3 separate regions of the Mus musculus genome follow, and regions 1 and 2 are each linked to region 3. Evidence: chromatin contacts called from public Hi-C data. All regions are on one chromosome and are shown on one strand. Each heading gives the region's core, a stretch centred on a gene start, on an enhancer-like site or on the middle of the called end of the contact. The rest is flanking DNA. Distances are from core to core; before and after follow the strand shown.

Region 1 (2,700 bases), core at 118-2,617, 450 kb after region 3:
CAGCCAGCAGAAGTTGAGAGCTGCCCTTGGGTCTAGGGTACCCCTGTCTCCCATTAAGAGCATACCACTGTTCAAGTAGCATTTTTGTGTTAAAAGTTAGACATTTTCATCTAGCATCACCCCAAAACAAAAACACATCACCTGCTATTCTTGGTCCCAAGCTCATTGGAAAGCAAACCGTTGATCAGCCCAGCGCTGGAGGACTTGACATCAGAAAAGAGCTTCTCACAGGACAGCTCAGAGCTGTGTTTTATGGGCAATTTCTGAGATTTTCAAGGGTAATTTCCACCATATGTTTTTCTCAGATCACATGATGGCTTTAGCTTCTATCCTCTGAGTTAAATGTGATTGTTCTCTAACTGACAGCATGGCCAGCTTCTGTGTTCCAAAAACAAGATCCAATGTTACTAGAAGACACTCTCACAGCAAACTCCCTGATCCTCTGGCTCTTCCAGTCCACTTCCTAGTAATGTCAGAAGCTACAGCCAGAAGTCTTAGCAGGGAGGCTGCCTAAACACCAGCTGAATGACACAAAAGCAGCAACAGACACGATGCAGCACACAGGGGGGGAGTCAATGAGGACTCAACCCTACACCAAGAACTATGGGCAACTAAGGAATGCTGACAGTGGGAGAAAGAATCTTCCCCAAGGAAGAGCATACCAACTGCTTATCTGATACCAAATGGTGAGCTCTGAAAACGTACATACGTACTGGTAACTTTGTACAGACTGAGGAATATATATACTTAGGAATATATACGCATATGTATATATACATAACACACATACAACTAATGAAGAAAGAGGCAGTGGATTGGGAAGAGAGCAAGGAGGGGTATATGGGAGGGTTTGGAGGAAGGAAAGGGAAGGGAAAAATAATGTGATTACATCATAATATAATCTCAAAAAAAAAAAAGACAAAAGATGGCTCTCTCTCATCCAAAGTGGCCGAAAATGCCTCACCTTCTCCTCCTGAATGTCCATGATGCTTATGTTTGCTACATGGGGATACAAGGAAGGTGTGTAGGTGCTCTGAGGGTGATTGCACAGGAATCTCCCACAAACTGGGGCTTAGTAGGGCTACATGATTATCCCCTGTTCTGTGGCTGAGCTGGGGGCCTGGTGGAAGGGTACATAGGCTTGGGATGGGGGTGGGGGTGCGGCTGGAATCCAAATCCCCAAGTTTCACCCACTTCACCATTTCGACTAAATCACTCTCATCAGCTTACCTCACCTGCATCTTTTCCGCCGGTGCTAATTTAGGTCTTCAGTTTGCATCCAATTTAGTCCCTTATACTCAGGCAGCTTTCTTGCCTGCAAATTCCCCTGAGGAGGCCTTAAGATGACTCCTGCCCAGAAATTACTGCCTTCAGCCTGCGCGCACGAGCCCAGGCATTCCTCAGGGTCCTGGCTCCACACCATGACATCGCCAACCCCCTTGGCCGGCAGCTTCTCCACCAGCCCACTGACATTTCGAGCCCCTCTCTAAGCCCCTTGGTAGCACAAATGCCGCTTGCTTCGGTGGCTACCTGCAGCTCTTGTTATTTTCCTGTCATTGACTTCGTGCTGGGCTTTCTAACCACCCAATCCAACTTCCCCGCTTTCATTTCTTTTTCTGTCCTTGGAATCCGAAGCATCTCCCGATTTACTACCATCTGCTACCTTAATTAATAGGCTGTTTACCTCCCCTGTAGGACCTTGCAGAGATTCTCTTGGACGCCGTCCCTGACTCTGTGGAGTTGCAGGCTCTCATTAGTCGTGGTTTATAATCCAGCCTTCAATCTATCTGACAGCTTGCATCTCCAAGCCAATTTGAATTACATTTTTTTCTCATAGGATTTCATAAGACACAAATACGCTTTATTCAAACCTGGAACAAATTACAGTTACAAGATTCCCTCTGTCCAGTTCTTTTATAATTTGAAAGGAACCAGAAGAGGAGGAAGGGGGACAAAAAAAAAAAAAAAGAGTATTAATCTGGTTTGCTCGATATAAATTCACTGAGTTCTCTGCGCCGAAGTCTCGGGATTTTACTGCAAGCAATTTTCTTTCTACATAGCATAGTTGGGTGCCTTCTACCTCCCTCCATGCCACCACCCTCATGGGCAGACTTCCACTATACCCACGGCAATCACACAAATCTATGGCCAGAGAACAAATGAAGAGAGTGACTTTTTCAACCTGAACTGCCAGTGTTCTTATATCAAAGATGGTGACTTGTCTATAAGAGAAAAGAACTTGTGGTTAGTCCTTGTTGTTGTTGAGCTGAGGAGATGGCTCGTCAGATCAAACACTTACTTACTAGGCAAATTTGAGGACCCATGTTTGGATCCCAAGACCCACAGAAAAGCCAAGCTCCGTAGTGTGCATCTGTAATCCCAGGCCATCTGTGAAGCGATGGGAGCCAAAGTCAAGAGGTTCTCTGGAAGCCTGCAGGCTAGCCTCACACAGGCAATGCAGAGCAATGCTGTCTCAAAGTAGAAGGCAAGGATTGACAATGGAGGTTATGCCCTGATCACACGAGTGTGCTGTGGCATGCTCATGCTTGCACTTACAAATACACACACACACGCACACACACACACACATTTGAAAATGACTTTTTAGAGAATTTTTGTCAGCTGGGTGATGGTGGTACACACCTTTAATCCCAGCACTCAGGAGGCAAAGGCAAGCAGATCTCTAAGTTTGAGGCCAGT
Region 2 (2,700 bases), core at 122-2,621, 380 kb after region 3:
CACATAGGAACACATGCGTATGAAATGACATATAAATGCAAATCTTACATTCTAATTTGCTTAACCCATGGTGATTCATATTAGCAAAAGTGTACAAATACCTTGAACGTGAGACTGGCTAAAGAAATCATGGTGGCAACCCTCTATGTTGAGTGCTCTGTAGCATTTCAAAGACTATTCTTAGAAAACGGGAAAGCCCATGCTAAAGCCTAAAGCATCACAAACATTTAGGTGTTCCTTTATTGTATTCATTCACTTATTTTTTTTTATGTCCGGGTGTTTTGCCTACATGTGTGTCTGTGCACCATGCGCATGTCCGATACCTGTGAAGGCCAGAAAAGGGCACTAAATCTCCCTAAAATGGGAATGCTAGGAATCAACCTTGGTTCCTCTGGACAAACAGCTAGTGTTCTTAACTGCTGAACCACCTAGCCCACATTTGAATATTTTTAACTTATTGTCTCCTTTAAAAGTGTGTGTAAATGCTATGCTAACAAAAGGCGTAATTCAGAACAGAGTAATCATTGAACAATCTCTTTTCGAAACTAATTTTCTGAATTTTTCCATCTATGTCTTTTAGCGTCGGCCATAAGTTAATAGATTGGGGGAAAAAAACCAACAAATGCATAGCTAGAAAGCTACTCCTCCCCCAGCACCCAAAGCCTGCCCACAGACCTGGGAACTCTCAGTCACACAAGCCTGGTCACTATATCTGCAGTAGTCAATCCTTTTTGTCAGTAAAAGAAAATCCATCCTCCCCATAGAAGAAAGGGGACCCTCCTCCCAAGCCTCGTCTCTTCTGAGTTTCTCTTCCATGGTGCCTTCCTCCCCCATATCTGCTTGAGAACTTTCATCTGACTTTGCAGGCTGACCCCTCCTCCTTTCCCATAGAACTTCTGAACCCTGACTGCCCTTTCCTGCTGAACATAGATGTGGTGTTTCCCGAACGCTACCTTGAGAACGAAGAACTTGGCCGTTATGCCAAGACAGGAAGGAATCCTCGATAACTAGTGTTGTGTGTCTCTAGAAGTCATTCTGGTGGGGAGTTTGGAAGAGCAAAGATTTCTTTTACTCTGTCTCAGAGCACAGAACACACAGAACCAAAGTCGAGTGTCTGCTTTCTTTTTTCCTTCCCTGGTGACTTCTCCTCCTGAGGTAATCTAGCCAAGATTTGGCCCACATGGTAGAATTAAAGCATATGGACCCAGATATAATCCCTGGTTTCTCATTTAGATCCTTTGGTAAGGGACTCAGTGAAGGGTTCTACCTACAAGTCTCAAGAAAAGCATTTCGCTGCAGAGTCCGAGTGAGGGGGAGCCCTTGGATCCGTGTGACTGAAGGGCTATTCACTGAGCTGTGTTCACGTGGTGCGGAAGTACAGCTAGACCAAACTGAAATAGGGCTGCTGTAAATCTTCCCAGAAAACCAACTCCAACGTGTCTAGTTCTTCTGGAGCCAATCCAGCGCAATCAATGGTAGACGCAGGATTAATGTAACAGTGAGAGAGGAGCCCCCGCCTACGTACTGTGCAAAGTGATTTATATCAGCAGGAGGCTTCGAACTCGTGTTTGGGTTCTTTATTAAATTGCCTGAAGGGTATTTGATTTTCCAAAATGGAATCAAAACCTTCACCAAAACTGAAAGGAGTTTATTTCTCACGAGGGATTGTAAATGCCTGTCCTTTCCGAGAGACCTCTCAGTGCTCACAGCCAACCTTCTCATCTCCAGCTCAGCCCCACTCTCCCCTGCCCACCTGCTCTCTTCCCACCTCTGGCTCTGGCTCAAGTCAAGACCTTCAGCAGGTCAGGCTCAGTTCTAGGTCACGGGCTATGCATATATCTTCACTTCTCCTTCCTGTGTCTTTGGGGATCAGTTTAAATATTACTTCCAGAGGCAAGGAGTGGGGCTCTACACAGATCCCCCACCTGACGGTCTAAGTATGATTCCTTGGTTGTGTTCCCACAGAGCATCTTAGGCTTCATGTTTAGAGCAGTTTCCACAGTCTGAAGTGAAACGTTGGTAAGGTTATTTATTTGAAGTTTAGCCTTTCAACTAGGAAGTGAAGCTTGCAAAATCTGGAAACACGGCTATTTTGCTCACCCCGGGAAGTAGCTTAGTAAATATTTGTAGACGGGACAATCAAGGACAACTTTCCAATCTTGGACTCAGACGCTCGCTACCCCAGCCTCTGGGCTTGAGTCTCACTTTCTGACAGTTTCCATTGCCCAACCTGCATATTTAAAAGAAAGACGAAACTTAGCCCACCTTGTTTGGGCACTACTGGGACTCTCACATGTTTACTGGGAAACTCTGAGACATGTAGAGAACCAAACCACTATTACCATGCCTTCCAAATTCCCCAAAGAAAAATATGATCACATGTAGTAGTGTCCTGCGAGTGTGTCTGCTGGAACAAAAATACTCTCCAGGGTGTCTGTTTATGTCCTAAATTTTACGGTTCTTTTGGAAATCCAAATGAGCAGCAAAATGAATGTGGAAATGGCTACCCCACTGGCTCCTACCAGAGGAAACACAAATGTGCCACACACAAGACAAATCAAAGCACTGATTTTCATAAGAAACCCAACATGGCTGCCACAGGAAAGGTCAAACAACCGCTTTTGGAAGCCAGGTATAAAATGAGGTTTGTTTTTTTTTAAAAAAAAAAATGGGATTTTAGCCTCCTATAATTCCCTACAT
Region 3 (2,700 bases), core at 81-2,580:
GCTTCCAAAATCCTTGTAAAGTCACTACTATCTTGGTCCTAACCCTCTTACCTGCAAATGGCACACCGTTAGAATTAAATTAGCAGTTATATACTAGTGTCTCTCTCTCTGTCTCTCTCTCTCGCTCTCTCTGTGTATGTTTGTGTGTCTGTGTGTGTGTATGTGTATATGTATGTATATGTGTACATATGTGTTTATGTGTATATATGTGTGTATATGTATGTGTGTATCTGTGTGTGGGTGTACATGTATCTATCTATCTATCTATCTATGTATATATATATATATATATATATGTTTATGTTTATGTATATGTGTGTGCATGTGTGTATATATGTATGTGTGTATCTGTGTGTGGTTGTACATGTGTATATATGTATGTTTATGTATATGTGTATGTATGTATGTATATGTGTGTATGTGTGTATATGTGTATGTGTGTATGTATATGTGTATGTGTGTGTATATATGTGTGTGTGTATGAATGTATGTGTGTATGTATGTATGTGTGTATGCATGTGCATGTGTATGTATGTGTGTATATGTGTATGTGTGTATGTATATGTGTATGTGTGTGTATGTATGTGTGTGTATATGTGTGTGTATGTATGTGTGTATTTATGTGTATGTGTGTGTATGTCTGTGTGTTTGTATGTGTGTGTATATGCATGTGTGTATATGTGTATGTGTGTATGTATGTGTGTATATGTGTGTGTGTATGTCTGTGTGTTTGTATGTGTGTGTGTGGTCTTGCCTCTCCCCCCACACACCATTTTTCTTTTTCTCTTTTTCCTTATTTCTATTTTTCTTCACTTGATTCTCTCTCTCATTTCCCCTCCTTCCTTCACTGCGGACCAAACCTACACCTCAAGCATGCTGGTACAGCACCAAGATTCATACTCAGTGTCACTCCCTGCCCTCAGTCCTTTTTATTTTGAGACAGGTCTCCCTAAGCTGCCTGGGCATTGAACTTGTAATTCTCCTGAAGTAGTTTTCCTAGCAACTAGGATTACAGTCTCATGCCACCAGGTGGCGGGCCTCTGCATTCCTAAGGAGCCCAAGAAAGACCTGATCCTGAGGTGCTGGGACCAACCAACACTGTGCAGAGCTCGCCAGAACCCACAGACAGAGCGAGCCCTCATCTTTTCTTTGCAACCCCTGGCTTCACTCATTCCACTGAAAGATCCATGCCACTGGATCTTCAAGTGCTCTGAGCCCCAACACTGCAGTGCTTGTGGGGCTCCCTTGTCTGTCCAGAGTCCCTGTGGCTGCCATGCGCGTCTCTCTCCAGGGCACAACCCTAGCCTGACTACACAATTGGCCTAGTGCTTTTGTGTTTAAACAAGGCGCACCCTGTGTTGGCCTCTCAAACTTTAAAAGAATACTGGGACCCGGTGACCCTGGGAGGGAGGAAGGGGGCATTTATCATTTTTATGTGACATTTCAAAGCAGGAGACTCCTTCTTGGCCAGGAGACAAAGGCCCGAGTGGGGTTAATGGAGGAACCCTATTTAATCATTAACGCTTAATACTAAAGAGTTTAAAAGGAAGCGGTGGGCTCCTTGTTCAGCCCTTTGGTGCTGGGGATACTCTGGGGGGTCAGGTGGGATTAAATCAGGTCCTGGCACAAGAGGCTTTCTGCTGAAGCTGGTATGAGAGCCCCAGGGGATGGGTGGTGATGGGTTTCACTCAAGTGACTCCAAGTCTCTTACCTAGCCCTTCCCATCAGCTCCCTCTGCCCTGTGGTGGTGACAGTACCCATTCATTTTCTAGGCTGGACAGGAGGTCTGCAATGACAGACAGCCCAAAACTCAGTCCACACCTGGTGGTGTGATGGGAAGCTCCTGGCAGACAAAGACCCTAAAGCCAGTTCTTCGCCAGTGTCACAGCTACAGTGACAGAGCATGTCACCGGACTTAGCAAGGAGACCTTGGCTCTTTGGTTCCTTTGCACCACAGCCTTCGGTTTACCTGCCTCCTATCCCAGCTCTCCACCTCTGCCTCAGTCTCCTCATTTGCACCTGGGACATGTTTTCCCAAGTGTCGGGACAAAGAGAACAGGCAGCAACCGTGGAGAAACCCACTTTCTCTCCGGGCCACTGGCCCAAGAGGAGCTGAACACTTGGCAAGCAGGCGCCAAGCCCCGTGTGCACCTAGTTGTCTTCTACAGACTCAGGTCCTAGAGAGAGTTTCTGGGTGGAACTGAACAGCACGATAACGTTTGCTGAGTTTCTGCTTATTTTTATTTGTGTGTGTGTCTGTCTGTGTGTGTGTTGTGTTATTGTAGCTTATCACCATAGCTACTGTTAACTGGACATTAAACTAAGTTTATTGCAAACTGTGCAACCTGCGAAGCCCACACCTGATCCAAAGGGCATTTTCAATTTAGAAAACAGAATTCTTTGTCCCTACCTACTCTGATCCCCCTCTATAGGATGCCCTCCTGACTCTGGGGTTGATTCTACCTAATTAATGCACTGCCAATTTCTAGAATTGGGGGTGCCGGTCCCTGCCCCTGCCAGGTGACCTTATGTGATTTACCCATGTGACTCTGTGCAGTTGGAGATTACCCATTCTCTTTGTTGTAGAATGCATGCTGTATTCCTGTTTGTAGTCACTTCCTATGCAGAATATCCAGATGTGGTATTTTTTTCATCTATCTTTATCAATAACTTCCCCCAAGTTATTAGAGAAAACAAAAC

What was found. A called contact is a pair of places that touch in the nucleus more often than the background predicts.
Region 1: a contact with region 3 is called in a Hi-C map of uterus. The contact joins two enhancer-like sites. A contact is called at or near these places in 3 of 484 Hi-C or Micro-C datasets (cerebral cortex and uterus) and 1 of 115 datasets of contacts at active chromatin or transcription factors (embryonic basal ganglia).
Region 2: a contact with region 3 is called in a Hi-C map of uterus, with 4 times the contacts expected there. The contact joins two enhancer-like sites. A contact is called at or near these places in 3 of 484 Hi-C or Micro-C datasets (extraembryonic endoderm stem cells, nephron progenitors and uterus) and 1 of 9 other capture datasets (embryonic stem cells).

What each region holds. Positions count from the first base shown.
Region 1 is chr7:130,128,049-130,130,748 of GRCm38.p6, forward strand. No RefSeq gene overlaps it. Among named protein-coding and RNA genes, the nearest start is that of Gm39096, 34 kb to the left of the region's middle. Within about 2 kb of position 1,368, at least 27 of the 459 cell types and tissues checked have an H3K27ac peak or open chromatin away from gene starts, as enhancers often do. A contact at or near this core is called in uterus, where this site is marked.
Region 2 is chr7:130,057,065-130,059,764 of GRCm38.p6, forward strand. No RefSeq gene overlaps it. Among named protein-coding and RNA genes, the nearest start is that of Gm23847, 23 kb to the left of the region's middle. Within about 2 kb of position 1,372, at least 11 of the 459 cell types and tissues checked have an H3K27ac peak or open chromatin away from gene starts, as enhancers often do. A contact at or near this core is called in uterus, where this site is marked.
Region 3 is chr7:129,679,656-129,682,355 of GRCm38.p6, forward strand. All of the region lies in intron 2 of Gm33248 (a long non-coding RNA gene), which reads left to right. Among named protein-coding and RNA genes, the nearest start is that of Gm33248, 14 kb to the left of the region's middle. Within about 2 kb of position 1,331, at least 34 of the 459 cell types and tissues checked have an H3K27ac peak or open chromatin away from gene starts, as enhancers often do. A contact at or near this core is called in uterus, where this site is marked.